Regions from separate parts of the Xenopus laevis genome. Here region 1 is linked to region 2. Evidence: chromatin contacts called from public Hi-C data. All regions are on one chromosome and are shown on one strand. The core of a region is the stretch at or near the end of the contact, and the rest is flanking DNA. Distances in the headings are between cores, read along the strand shown.

Region 1 (6,768 bases), core at 169-2,668, 42 kb before region 2:
CACGTACCTCCTCTGTCGCCTACCCCAAGTCCGGTTCTCTTCTCTGGCCGACTCAATGTAGTTGTCGCGATATGTGCGCAAATTCGCGCATGTGCAGAAGCGCAAATTCGCGCATGCGCAGAAGGGCGCCTGCCCAGCATGGCCCGGCACTGCCGAGGAGTTCTATGACCATATAAAAGCACGAGGCCAGGGTAACTTTTAATATCCTCAAATTTTCCAACAAGGCGTACTTTATTTATTATAACACACAAGTTTTAAGAGTCATGTACAAAAATGACATCACCACTCACCGTTTATAACTGATGACATCAATAGTCACCATTTATAAAGATAAAATTTACAGGATATGCATGGCTCTTGTGTATTATATGTATATATGTTCACAGCAGCTGCATGTTCAGAATAATCTACCCATGACCTGGTCAACATAGTGCCCAAACAAGTCCTCTTTTATAACAACAAACACTGAGGACGGCTCTATATACTATACCTGTTTTGGTGCACAGCTTTATCAACCCTACTGAGGCAATTTTGTGTTTGTACATGTCAGAAAATAAGGGGAACTACACCCAAAATCTGTTGTTTGTTTGCCTATAAATATATGTCGTTTTCAGTTGCATTTACAAATATTTATTTCTTTGCTTGGAGGATTTTCCCTTCAATGCATGAAATTGCCCCTCCAGTACCACGATACAAAGAAGTATTTTTTATTCAGCATCTTCACACTGTGAGTGAGTGAGTGAGTGTGCAAGGATTGCAGCCATTCCTGATCAGGAGAAAGCCAACGTGAAAGGAGAAGCGGCTGAACTGTGAATTGATTTTAACCCTTGCTTTGCCAGTTTAAGGGACTGTTCTGTAACCAGCCATTATTCTGCCAGTACACTGGAGGGAGAAAAGAGAAAGTGACAGTTGTATCTGTGAGACTGTGTGGTTTTGAAGGAACGGGGAGCGTTTGAGTTGTTCCCACAGCACCCAGATGTGTCTCCCTGCTTGCTACAGCCACCATCTGAGTGTTGTGCCAGGGAAGGGATTACACATTTTGCTCCTCCACCTGTAAGGATTGTAAGTAGGTCTGACAGCATTGCTTTCACACCTCCAGCTGACACCCAGGACCATATGGGCTGCTGGGACCTTGCACACACTCCCTCCAGCCATTGGTAGGAATGAACTCCCAGCAGGCTGCACTCTGCAATGTTTCCCCATCTCCCTGGCTGGTCTGGAATATAAGATGCCAGTCTGTAAGTCCCCCAGTCATCCTCTCATGTCTCCTGGCTGGTTCCTCTTCCTGTGCCTGGCTCTCATGGCAGGACTCAGACTGGCCTCCTGATGATTGGCTGGAAAATCCCTAACTTCCTGCTCCATGAAATATTAACTAGTTATTCTGTGAACTGTTATGTGTAGCACAGAGGACTGCATTACCCAGCAGTCTTACAGGTACAAAACATCAAGAGTGCTAGACTTAAATACATTGAATTTCCTGTCCCTGGAAGAGAACTGTATTTAGGAAAGAATCCATTAAATCAGAGAAATTTGTAACAGAAGGAAAGAATTTTGGAGCAGAGCAAGCGGGTGGGCAATAGGGGGACAGGCGGGGTTAAAAGAAAGGAATCTGCATTTCATAAGGGCGTCGGCCAATCAAATTGCACCAGGGCGTGGTTATGGTGATTGGAGCTTTCGCAGGGAGCATGCGTCCATGAGCGGGTAACAAAGCAGATTGGCAGTCACATTATTTGCTGCTAGCCACTAGATCAGGGCACATCGGCTGGAAAGCTTTGAAGCTGGATTGTGCTATCTGACATCGTCGCAGGCTCTGAGTGACGCGCGCAGTCGCTGGCTGCTGCACATACAAAATCGTGGAATTTGACATCACATCGGCTCTGTGACTGTGCGTGTCCTTCATCTGCCCAGAGAGCCGTAAGTACATGCATTTCCCTGGGAACGTTTGGCATCCTGTGTTCGACAGGCTGGGCCAATAGATTGAATGAATCAGGGAGGCATTTCATGTGAATGTAGAGGAAGGAGAAGGCTGGGTGGTCCGGGGCAGTTGCTGCAAAGCAAACGGTGTTCTGGCATGTCACCAGCTGACTGTCCCACTGGGTCCAACATTGGGTGCCAGGAGATCCCCAGCTGTGACACACGTCCCTTCTCTGAGCACAATGCCGGCCACTTCATTTCATGCTAAACCTGTGGTTTCCTTCCAGCTCCCAGCAAGGGTATCAGAGGATGCTGGGGGCTGTAGTTCCAAAGGTTGGATGGTCAGGACATTAACCCTTTGTTAGACAGAGCGCAGCACTTCACTCCCCATGCAGAATCCAGAGCAACTGCCGAAGTGTCTGCTTCTGGGATTTTATGGCATTTGCTTGAGTCACAGAAATTACACTTTTCCTTTCTGCCTTGGCTGTGCCTGTGTACATGCTGACTAACAGCTTTCTCTCTCTGCTACATACCTCTTTCACTGCTCTGTGCATATAAACTGTGTGCATCTCTATCCTCACCATGCAGACACCTTCCTAATATCCATGTGCACACCCACACAGATTCCATTCACACTATACCTCTGCCAGTGTACACACCCACACAGACGTGTCTCACTGTGCAAATCCACGTACATAGCTCATCCATGTGATTACACACCAAAGTGAATTTCACCAATACACATCATTCACTTTGTACCCATATACTCCACCCATTATATGTACCCACATGGGTTTTATCAACATGTGTATCCCCTAGCATACACACCCACAAACACACCTATATGTATAGAAGTCAGACAAGCAACATTTATATTTTGGAGGTATCTACCCCCTCCTTAAGCATATATATATATATATATATATATATATATATATATATATATATATATATATATATATCACAAAGGATCCGCACTAACAGGTCTTATATAAATATTAAAAAAAATGTTATTGTTGTATGCGAGACTCGCATACAACAATAAAAAAAATTTTTATATTTATATAAGACCTGTGAGTGCGGATCCTTTGTGCTAGTTACGTTTTAAATTTTTGATACTGCACCCAGGCAACTGTAACTTTTATTTGTGAGTGCTGGCTATCTCGTGGACTATATATATATATTATATATATATATATATATATATATATATATATATATATATATATATATATATATATATATATATATATATAATACACAAAAACCATGAATATCTTGTAAATTATATCCTTATAAATGGTGAGTTCTGATGTAATTTCTGTCAAATGACTCACTGAAACGTGTGTATCATAATAAATAAAGTACCCCCAGTTGCAAAATATGAGGATATTAGAAGTTACCTCGGAGTTTACCTGTATAATATGGTCATGAAACTCCTTCACAGATTTACTCTCCATGTGGATGCACACACTCACCCAAATCTCATCTCTCAGTGTACTCAACCAGACATATTAATCTCACATATACATCCTCTAATTAAGACAACTGGCAGATTTCATTTAGTATCATGCAGTGTACATATTCAGGTGACTCACATGCAATGTACATTGGTACAAACACATACAATTAACTTGTCAGCATTAGGGAGGGTGTACTGTAGCAATGTCTGGTCCATCAGGCCACTCCCAGGCAGATATTATCAAGATAAATCATATAATGTGCATAACCAAGCTGGTTAGCTTCACATTTACATCTTCCAGTGAACACGTGTAGCCGTATCAGTTTCAGCTATACAGTCTCGTAAAGATCAGGTTATTTTTAATACACACACCCCAGTGAAAACTCCCAGCTGAAATGCTTCCATTCCAAGTGTATATTTCATTAAGTACATATATGCACTGCAGCCTCATCCCCAGTGTGCAGTCCAAGACACATTGCTTCATCATCACATTATTTTGTGTACATACACAGCAACATTATTTTCCAAACATACATCCAAGTGTGCACTGCCGGACACTCCACTCCTACCTGTTGTGTTTTATACAAAGCTGAATTACTTGCACATATAAATGTGCAGGAAAGTTTATAGAGATATTTGTCACACCATGTCATTTAAATAGATCATTATCTCATTTTACACTCAAATTAACGCAGTGATGTGTTATTTGGGGTCCTGTGGTTGCTGAGGCAGCTATTTGATGCCAAAACAATGCTTGTTGCTTGTGAATATCAACCAGAATACACACTCAGATGGGTTGCTTTCTTTTTTTTTCTTCACAGGTAGGACTGGCAACTTTTGGCACAGCTAGCAAGGGAATGAATTGGCCTTTAAGCCAGCAACACTGGCCCAGAATGTGGCCAACCCATTAAGTACAATAGTTTAGTACTGTAAACACTAATGATTTAGCCCCCCAGTGCCCCCATTTTTAAGCCCTGACCTTAATATCTCCCTATATATACACATATAGGCAAATTAATTGCATCTCCCAGTTACACACCCATGCAAACAATTTACAATGTTTCACAATTTAAATGGGCACATGGAGCTTTTCCTTAGGATACATTTCCCATTGTACACTGGCAGACTTCCTGTAATGTGTACACAGCTAAGGAAATGCTTACTCCTCCTCTGAATTGTATATGTATTTGCTTTTAACAGTATGGTTTCTTAGATTCTCTGAAAGAATGCTAATTTAGCCTTTTTTTTCAAAGGTTACAGTTTTAGATGCACCCACATTACAAAAGAAAGTTTACCCCATATGTAATGATTGATGCAGTGTTTGCCCGGGTGCAGTAACCAATTGCAACTAATAAGATGTTTGTTTTCAGTTCAGTTACAGTTGACCAGTACATATAAGTGACCTGGAGAAAACTGTGCATCTTTTCCTATATAATAAAGTTGAAGTGTCTCTGCATCCAGTCCCTGTGTCCGTGGGATTGCGCTACTGCGCATGTGCCCCACGGACCGTCTAGCGCCCGTTAATTTAACGGGCTTAATGTCTAGTAATATATAACACCTCAAACTTAAGATTTAAAAAAAATAGTTGTGTATCCAACACTTAACTAACTACCTACAGTCAAGTTACCTAGAGTGTCCAACCATAATAACTCATAGTGTGGCTCATCACTTAGAATTTTCTCATGTAAATAACTACCAGTTAGTCTCATCCAGGCCCCTAGGTATACCTCTACTGTACCCATATACATAACTGTTATTGTGTCCATTCACTTCACCTAAAGTACTTTACTCAAACACTTCAGAATATCCACTCATCTAGACTTTTCCTATAAAGATACTTTACAATGCGCTCACTCACCAATATTTGCATATAAATATATCACATCACAGTGTTCCCCACACCAAAAAGATTACAAAAATACACAGTGCCAAGTAACCACAGATATAGCTCATAGTTTACCCAATCTCACAAAATTCCTTTGTTTAAATCTATTTGTGTATCAACATATGTATACAAACAAGTCTCACCCATATGAATCTCTAATATTGTTCCCAAGCACCCAGAATTTATCCTTATACACCTTTTCCAAGGTATTTCATAGCTCACTAATGTATCTATATCCAGTATCTATATCAGAAATAGTTAACCTCCCTATAAAAGAAAATCGTCTAGTTCAACCACTGCCCATCCCCCTCCAAATATACAAATCTCCCACAGTGCAGAGTCCTGTGACTACATAAAGACACAAGGCCATAATCCATAGATAAAGTACAGGGTACTTTATTTCATTTATTACACAAGTTTTGGTCAGTCATATTTTACAAGTGGTATTGCTAGACACCAATTAAACAATAACATCACTGAGCATTGTTTATATAGGGAACTATATAGCACAATATGAGAATATTAGAAGTCACAATGGATTTCCATAACCATATAAAGGCCATAAAAGAGGTTTTGTGCTTTTAATCAGCTCATGAAACTAAAAAGAGTTTTTTTAACATTGTCACATTTTACAACAGGGGTAAATTTATTTTTGTTTTTTTTCATAATGCACTTCAGCGAGTCGTCATGTATGACAGCACTTAGAATTTATTGTATTTGGTGACTGGTATCATAAAACACATAAGGATATACTTTACAGCTAAATCATGGCTTCTTTGTGTTATATAGTGAATAATATGCCTTCAACATTATAAATATAAGGATATTATAAGTCAAAGAGGAGCACAAGGCTGAGTACTTATATACAGGTCATGGAATTCCTAGGTAACTTCTAATATCCTCATATTTTACAACAGGGGATACATTGTTTATTATAATACACAAGTTTTATGTGACAAAAATAACATCACTAAGCACTGGTTATAAAGATATCATTTACAGGATATTCTTGTGTATTTTAAAGATATACTGGTTATTTGTGTGTTTGCGTGTAACATGACATTTTTTGCTTTAGTGTAACATATAGGGGCAGGTCGTAGTTGAAGGTCGAAGTAGCCAATTCGATGGTCGAAGTAGCCAAAAAAAACATTCGAAAATCAAACTATTTTTCCTCTATTCCTTCACTCGAACTTAGTGAATGGGCCCCATAATGTAGATGCACGCATACAGAGATTTTATTTGTTTGTACATCTGCCGGATCAGGGTGATATGGCAATTTTTCATAATACATCTGGTGTATGTACATTATTTGATGTACATGTAGGGTGGCATGTTAGTGTGGCTTGAGTGTATTCAGCCCCTGTACTGCCTTTCTTCTACACTCTAGCAGAACCAGTCCAAAGCTTTCAGTGCACAAAATTGTTCCAATACATCCACCCACTGAGTTGTTAACCAAAAGAAAACACACATTTTCCAGTGCTCCCACCCAATCAGTTCATAACATTAT
Region 2 (7,453 bases), core at 2,113-4,612:
GTTTTGCACAATGGGAATGCACTCCTGGGAATGTTCCTCTTGTGTTTGTTTGCTGCTATCACACCTGGAGTTCCCTTGAAAAAGCTATCAGGTGGCAAATAGCAGACAGTGAGAAATGTACCTGTGCTCATCAGTGGGCAAATCATCATGGTAGCTAAATATATACCAGAAGCCTACAGCTACATGTGTATAGAAAATCACACATGGGGATTAATGGAGAAGCTAACATGTTAAGCCTCCAGGGTACATTCAGGGTTCCCTCAAAATATGGTAAAAGTCCAGCAACCCGTAGCAACCAGTCAGCAGTCATTTTTTTAATGTTCTGTTGCTGGTAGAAGAGTGAAAACAAAGATATAATTGGTGGCTTTGGGTTACAGGGCTAGAGCAAATTATACCAGTGGCTGTGCATAATCCTTTAATCGGTTTATGTACAGAAGCCCTATTGTACTCCCTTCCCTTTATGCAGTGTAAATATGTATGTGTGATATATATTTATATAATGTGCATTTGTGTATGCAAGCATATTTCTTATCTTATGTAAATACTAATGATATGATCCCCTTTCAAGCTTGGAAAGAAGTCTGTGAAAGCCATCCTCTGGGTTTCTGCTGATGGGCTGCGTGTTGTGGATGATAAAACGAAGGTGAGTCAAACAGGCTGCTGATATAGATGTGTCATTCTAACTGTGTAGGACTGATATATACCAGAAGCTTGTAAGTGAGTGCTGTCCAAACTTCTGCTTTTCATTCTCATTTTGAAAATCATTGTGAGCTCTTGAAAGTAGGGCCCTATTTTGTAACCCTTGTTTGTTAAATTATTGTAAAAAAAACCCTGGTTGTTATAAATGAATGTAAAACGATGCATACTTGCTGGTACTATACACCTTGAACCTTCAATTAAGAGCTGCCTGTGTTAAGCAGCAACCCCTCCCACTAACCTGCACATTGTTCAGAGGCACAAGGTAGGGAGCAGCAGAAGGTGCAGCCCACCATGAGCCCTGTCTTAACCACATGCCCTAAGCAGTGTTGGACTGGGATGCCAAGGGCCCACCAGAAAACCTTAGGCTGAGGGCCCACTTTCCAAACAATTATACCTCCTCACCTCACTCAACCTCTTTATTCTCATAGTCTCTTTTCTCTTAGGATGCACCGAATCCAGGATTCGGTTCTGGATTCAGCCTTTTTCAGCAGGATTTCGGATTCGGCCAAATCCTTCTGCCCGGCCAAACCAAATCCAAATCCTAATTTGCATATGCAAATTAGGGTGGAGAGGGAAATCACGTGACTTTTTGTCACAAAACAAGGAAGGAGAAAATGTTTTCCCCTTCCCACCCCTAATTAGCATATGCAAATTAGGGTTCGGATTCGGTTCGGTATTCGGCCGAATCCTTCGCAAAGGATTCGGGGGTTCGTCCGAATCCAAAATAGTGGATTCGGTGCATCCCTACTTTTCTCTACATACTATACTCTATTATTCCATTATTAAGCCTCTTTGTTACCATGAAGAAATAGGGAATGACCATGAAATATGCCAAATGGATTGAAGAAAGAGGCCCACTGACACCTGGGCCCACCGGGAGTTTTCCTGGTATCTCTGTGGGTCAGTCTGACACTGGCTCTAATTGCTACTCAGATGGGAACTAAAGGGTACACTCTTGCATTGTGTTGGAGATGTAAATGTCCCCTACGGACGGCTTTAATTTCATTGTATGTTTGTGACTAGGTTCTGCTGAACATCTAGGCTTATCTAACAGTTCTTTCAAATGCTTGACCGTATGACCTATTTTTAGGACCTGATAGTGGATCAGACCATTGAGAAAGTATCATTTTGTGCTCCTGATCGCAACTTTGACAAGGCCTTTTCTTACATTTGTCGGGATGGAACAACCCGTCGCTGGATCTGTCACTGCTTCCTGGCCTTGAAGGATTCCGTAAGTATGGCATTGTATAGAAATACAATGTAGAACCATACAGCTTGATTTAACTACAGTCTATTCCAAAAACACTTATAATTTCCATTCATGTTAAGTAACTTGTACAGTAAACCCAAAATCATCCTAAAACTCGTATTAAACAGCAAAATCTGTCTTCAGGTTTCCAACTTCTCTCTCTTTTATTCTTTCTACACAGGGAGAGCGTCTGAGCCATGCTGTTGGCTGTGCTTTTGCCGCTTGCCTGGAAAGAAAACAGAAGAGGGAAAAGGAGTGTGGGGTCACAGCTTCATTTGATGCCAGTCGAACCAGTTTTGCTCGCGAGGGATCATTCCGTGTCACATCTGCCTCCCAGCAGGCAGAACGTGAAGAAGTAATGAGGCAACTTCAAGATAAAAAGAAGGGTAAACATATCTCTCAGATATTAAAATTAGGGATGCACCGAATCCAGGATTCGGTTCGGGATTCGGCCTTTTTCAGCAGGATACGGATTCGGGCGAATCCTTGTGCCTGGCCGAACCAAATCTGAATCCTAATTTGCATATGTAAATTAGGGTTGGGTAGGGAAATCACGTGACTTTTTGTCACAAAAGAAGATTTTTTCCTTTCCTGACCCTAATTTGCATATGCAAATTAGGATTCAGATTTGGTTCGGTATTCAGCCGAATCTTTCAGTAAGGATTCGGCCAAATCCCAAATAGTGGATTAGATGCATCCCTAATTAAAATACCCCTGTTTTATTCAGCATGAAATGCCATACACAGTGGGGGGCACATTTACTAAGGGTCGAAGTGAATTAGAATTCAAAAACTTTGAATTTCAATTCATTCATTTTTGGGTACTTCGAACATCGAATAGGCCAAAATTCTATTCGAATTGAAAATATTCAACCATTCGAAAATCCAAAGTACTGTCTCTTTAAAAAACTTCAAATTCGACACTTCGCCACCTTAAACCTGCCGAATTGCTATGTTAGCCTATGGGGACCTCCTAGAACCTATAGCCAATATTTGGCTAAGTTTTTAGAAGTCAAAGTTTTTTTTTTTGGAAAATCGTTCGAATCGATCAATTGAATCGTTCGATTCGAACGATTTCTACGGTCGATCGAACAATTTTAATTCGTCCGAAAACAGCTGAATTCAAACAAAAGAAAACTTCTACTATCGGTTTTTTTTAATTCGATGGTCGAATTTCGAAGTTTTAGCACTTCAAAATTCGACCCTTAGTAAATGTGCCCCTTAATGTTTTTATATCAATAACTGGTTGGAGCAATGCTCTTTTTAATATTTTACAGCTGAAGCTGCTCCATCCCTTTGCTCCAGTATAGCAACCGTGGGAGCACCATCAAATCCTGTACTGCCAGCACAGCCTGACCAGTCACCACCCCAGTGTGCCACTGTCCCATCAGACAAGAGTGAGGCTGGTGGGCAGCATGCCATACCCCGCAGACATGCTCCCCTGGAACAGCTCGTGAGACAGGGGTCCTTTCGTGGTTTCCCTGCCCTGAGCCAAAAAAACTCACCTTTTAAACGGCAGCTTTCACTGAGACTCAATGAGCTCCCGTCCACCCTTCAACGTAAAACCAATTTCCAGGACAAGAGTCAAGGTAATAATAATGTGAAAAGTCAGTATCTGTTGGGTTGAATGACCAGTAAAAAATTGGAGGGTACTTTCTGAAAAGTTATAGGGAATGGATTCATAAGACAACTTGCAGGAATACTAAGATGTAAGATGTCATTTATGATGACCCTGAACATAAGTGCTAGAGCAATAGTGGTTAGAGAATTGTGCCCTTTAGGCTCATGCAAGAAGCATTTGTGTGTGGGTTTTTGCTGCATACTGTACCTAATGTCTAATTAAATCTCCAGCATGAAGTGCAGAGTACAGCAGTGGACCTTAAGTAAAGGACTCTATTGCAAACCACGGTCTGAAGTTAGGGGACAGGAAGAGGGGTTCCTAAATTTCTCCCCTTCCCGTGCCTCATGAATACAGCCCAGGTGTCAGTGGACTTTTATTTTTGCTTTGTATACCTATATCATGCTTATTCCTGTTTTTTGTTTGAGATCAAAGAGAAGTCCTGGGCACATTTACTTACCTGCAAATTTTTGATTCGGAAGTCTCTGCCATACTTTGCGCAACTACATCAGACAGTATGTCATGATGAATACGCGCATTCATCAAAATATGAAATGACATCTCGTTAAAAGAACGATAGCATACTTTCGCCAGCAATGATTCGTTGGTGCGAAAATTTCATAATGAATGTTTCTCTAGCGTTACGTCCTTGCTAGCTGAACTTTAACTTATGTCACTTTAAATATGTTGGGTACATACAGGTCATATGAATGTATTTATTAGTGATGCTGTTGAAATTGCTGGAAGTGGCCACTTCTTATTAAAATTGTCCTAGGCCATGAGCCCACCCTAAAACAAAAGTGGCGTGAGCTTCAAATGTTAAAAAGTGTAAATAAAATATTTTTAACAGTTACAACTTGTAACTATAATCCCACTTTAAATATGACAAGATGCTAGGGTTTTGACTTTTACTTATGTTTTTTTTGGAATACAGGATATGATGTCACTGAGGATGTAGCTTCATTGTATTATTTCACCAGTCAGAACCTGGCAAAATAGATTTTTGGGGAAAAGGGTAACAAATTGAAATGTTTACACAATCTCCTGAGCGACAATTCAGTTAGCAAAATGCAGGGAGTTGCTCTTCTTGTAGTAAATTGGCAATGTCGCCTTTCGAATTGTCTTTTTATCGAAAATTTGTCAAAAAAACACAATTCGCTCTTTAGTAAATGTGCCCCATGGAGAGAAGGTAGTAGATAGTACAGAAAAGTATGATACAGAGAAGAGAATAAGAAAGCTGAGAGAGCAGAAGAAGAAAAATAATGTGGAGAGTTGGTCTCTGATCTAAGGTTTTATATTGGGCACCTGACATCCCATTCTGACACTGGCACTGCCAAACATAGGAAGCAGTGTGTTTATGGGGCGAATACATGGAGTGCAATAGACTATAGAGCATTGATGGGGCAGCAGGGTGCAAAATGTCAAAAACATGAAGGTTTGCCACTGCCTCACCATCACTAATTGAAGCCTGTAATGTAAGGACAATCAGATCCTTAAATCACTTGTTCAATTCAGGTGTTGTAAGATAGTACACCAGAAATAGACTTTTTGCAATTGCTTTTAGCCAGGAACATTTTCCAAATTGCTACCTTAGTTGATACATTTCTCAGCATATCAGTGGATTAGCAACTATTGTATAATTTTTTAAAAAATTATCCTAAAAGCCTGTCTCTAATTCAGAGACCATTTCACTACATATTTCTGGAAGTTCAGATAGTGTTGCAACTTGTCTACATAAGCCCAATTGAATGAGCTTGAGTGAAAAAGAGGGAGTTACATTCTCACTTAAAAGCACATGTGCCATTACCATTATTGGTGATGCTAGCTTCATCCCAGTGTTTAACCCCGTCCTATCTTTACTCAAGTTTAAATACAAATAGTCACACTATAAGTAATCTAAATACTTTCATATTGGCCAAATATTGTTGTCAACTTCTGTATTCAAATGAAAAACAATTAATGAGGAGATCTGCCTGGACTGTTGGAATGAAAATGGATTTATGCATATTTAAGAAGCTTTAGACTTAAATCGGTGGAGCTAATTTCCTGAATGAGTGAAAAAGTGTTGTTAATCTTAGCAACCAATCAGAGTCAAGACTTATTGTGGATAAGATGGTTCTGGTACTCTGATGCAATTTAGAATATTGGTTAGTAAATTAGCACCAGTGTAGTCATTGATATAACTGTTTCATGCTGCTTTTATTGGACACATATTTTGTTCCTTCTCACTAACTGGACTCTTGGGATGGGTGCAGTTCTGGGAGAAGTGCATGTTGCCTGCAGCACAGTTAAAAGTGGCTATAGACGATAAGAGCCGCTCGTTTGGCACAGTCACAGAGAGATCTGATTTCAATGAAGAGAATGGACAGTTCTTAGGACCGCATCAACTAGCCGATGCAGTCCTTGATCACCAGAAAAATCAAACCTCCCCGATCAATATCTGCCTGATTTTTGGCCTGATATAGATCAGGGAGACCCATCGGAAGCCCCCATACACTGGCAGATAAACTGCCGAACCGGTCTAAAGGTCCAATTACGGTAGCTTTAATCTGCCCGTGTATGGCCACCTTAATTTGTGAGTTTACAGCACTTATAAAAGTACTGGTATTCAGAGCATTTTTAAATGAGCTATTGACCTGCTACAGGAAGGCATAAAAATCTAATAATATATATGATTAGAGAGTGCTTTGAAGACTTAAACGAAGAAGCATTAAGGCTAATGAAATAATCAGTTATGCATTAATTCAATCATACTCTGTCTTACAGCCATTGAAATGGAGTCTTCAATGCATCAAGAATATGATGGAATCAATGATCTGTGCAACCAAATCAACAGCTCCTTCACAAACAAGCCATCTGAGGATCCCTTTGCAAATAGCAACGGGACTAGAACACCCAGCATGCTTCCAGCTGTCTCCTTGCCACCACAAACAGTGCAAGGTAAGAATCGCTTCACACTTTTTAGGAGTCGTGTCTTATCACCCATCATCTAGCTCTGTGCAGTGCACTGTGGGATACAGCCTTAGGCTAATGATGAAACATGGGAAAATGCAGAATTCCACATGTCTGAATTTGATGTTTCAATTAGAACAGTTCATACCATTATGAACTTTTTTCCAATTGATCTTGGGTTTTCAAATTCCAAGTTGTTCAGTGCTGCTGAAGATGAAATTTCACATTCACATGCTTCTTCCATATTACATGGCATTGCCCTGACTGAGTGGTGCCAGCCAATTGTATCAAACACTAGTCAACAGGAATGAAAGGGGCATCTGCATCTCCACTCTCAGTGGGCAGACTTTCAAGGAACAGCCTGACACGGAGGAGTGTAAAATTCAGGACCAAACTCATGTTTAGTGGAGGTTAAAAGGCTTTTACTTACACATTCTGTTTATATTCAGAGGTATATTTCTCCTTTTCCATTCCCCTAAAGACCAAAGATGCACCAAACCAAATATAATGGAAGTCAGTGCTTGTAGCACAGGAAAAGGGCAGACTAATGAAATATAGGGTATTATTTCTTTCTATAATATGGCACCCTCTGTGCCCGGTCTTCAAACTGGAAATTCCGCCCTCTGTCGACATCGTGCCCCCCCCAGCAAGCTGCAGAGGGGCCAGGATTGCCCCTGACAATGTGCTTTTATAGTCAAGATGTGTACTCACCAGCCATAATAATCATTGGTGCTTTGAAAATTCAATCATGGCTTCAAGTAGCAAGTAACTGGTTATGGTGTTACATGCCACCATTTAAGTTGGAAAGCCATCACCAAGCCTGACACGTTTCATCTGCGACTTGGCTTGACTCTCAAATACTTATTCCCATACCTCCCAACTGTCCCATATTTAGAGGGACAGTCCCTCTTTTGACAGCTCAATCTGCAGTCCCTC

The links. A called contact is a pair of places that touch in the nucleus more often than the background predicts.
Region 1: a contact with region 2 is called in a Hi-C map of the XL177 cell line, with 2.9 times the contacts expected there. The contact joins the promoter of LOC108698619 here to the enhancer-like site in region 2. A contact is called at or near these places in 2 of 4 Hi-C or Micro-C datasets (the XL177 cell line and animal cap).

The regions. Positions count from the first base shown.
Region 1 is chr8L:69,931,060-69,937,827 of Xenopus_laevis_v10.1, reverse strand. LOC108698619 (numb-like protein) reads left to right here and starts at 1,418. Exons shown (of 10, transcript XM_018230238.2): 1 at 1,418-1,914.
Region 2 is chr8L:69,890,575-69,898,027 of Xenopus_laevis_v10.1, reverse strand. It overlaps LOC108698619 (numb-like protein), which reads left to right. Exons shown (of 10, transcript XM_018230238.2): 5 at 569-643; 6 at 1,790-1,930; 7 at 2,130-2,334; 8 at 3,225-3,536; 9 at 6,332-6,505. Among protein-coding and RNA genes, the nearest start is that of prx.L, 34 kb to the right of the region's middle. Within about 2 kb of position 3,362, at least 1 of the 7 cell types and tissues checked has an H3K27ac peak or open chromatin away from gene starts, as enhancers often do.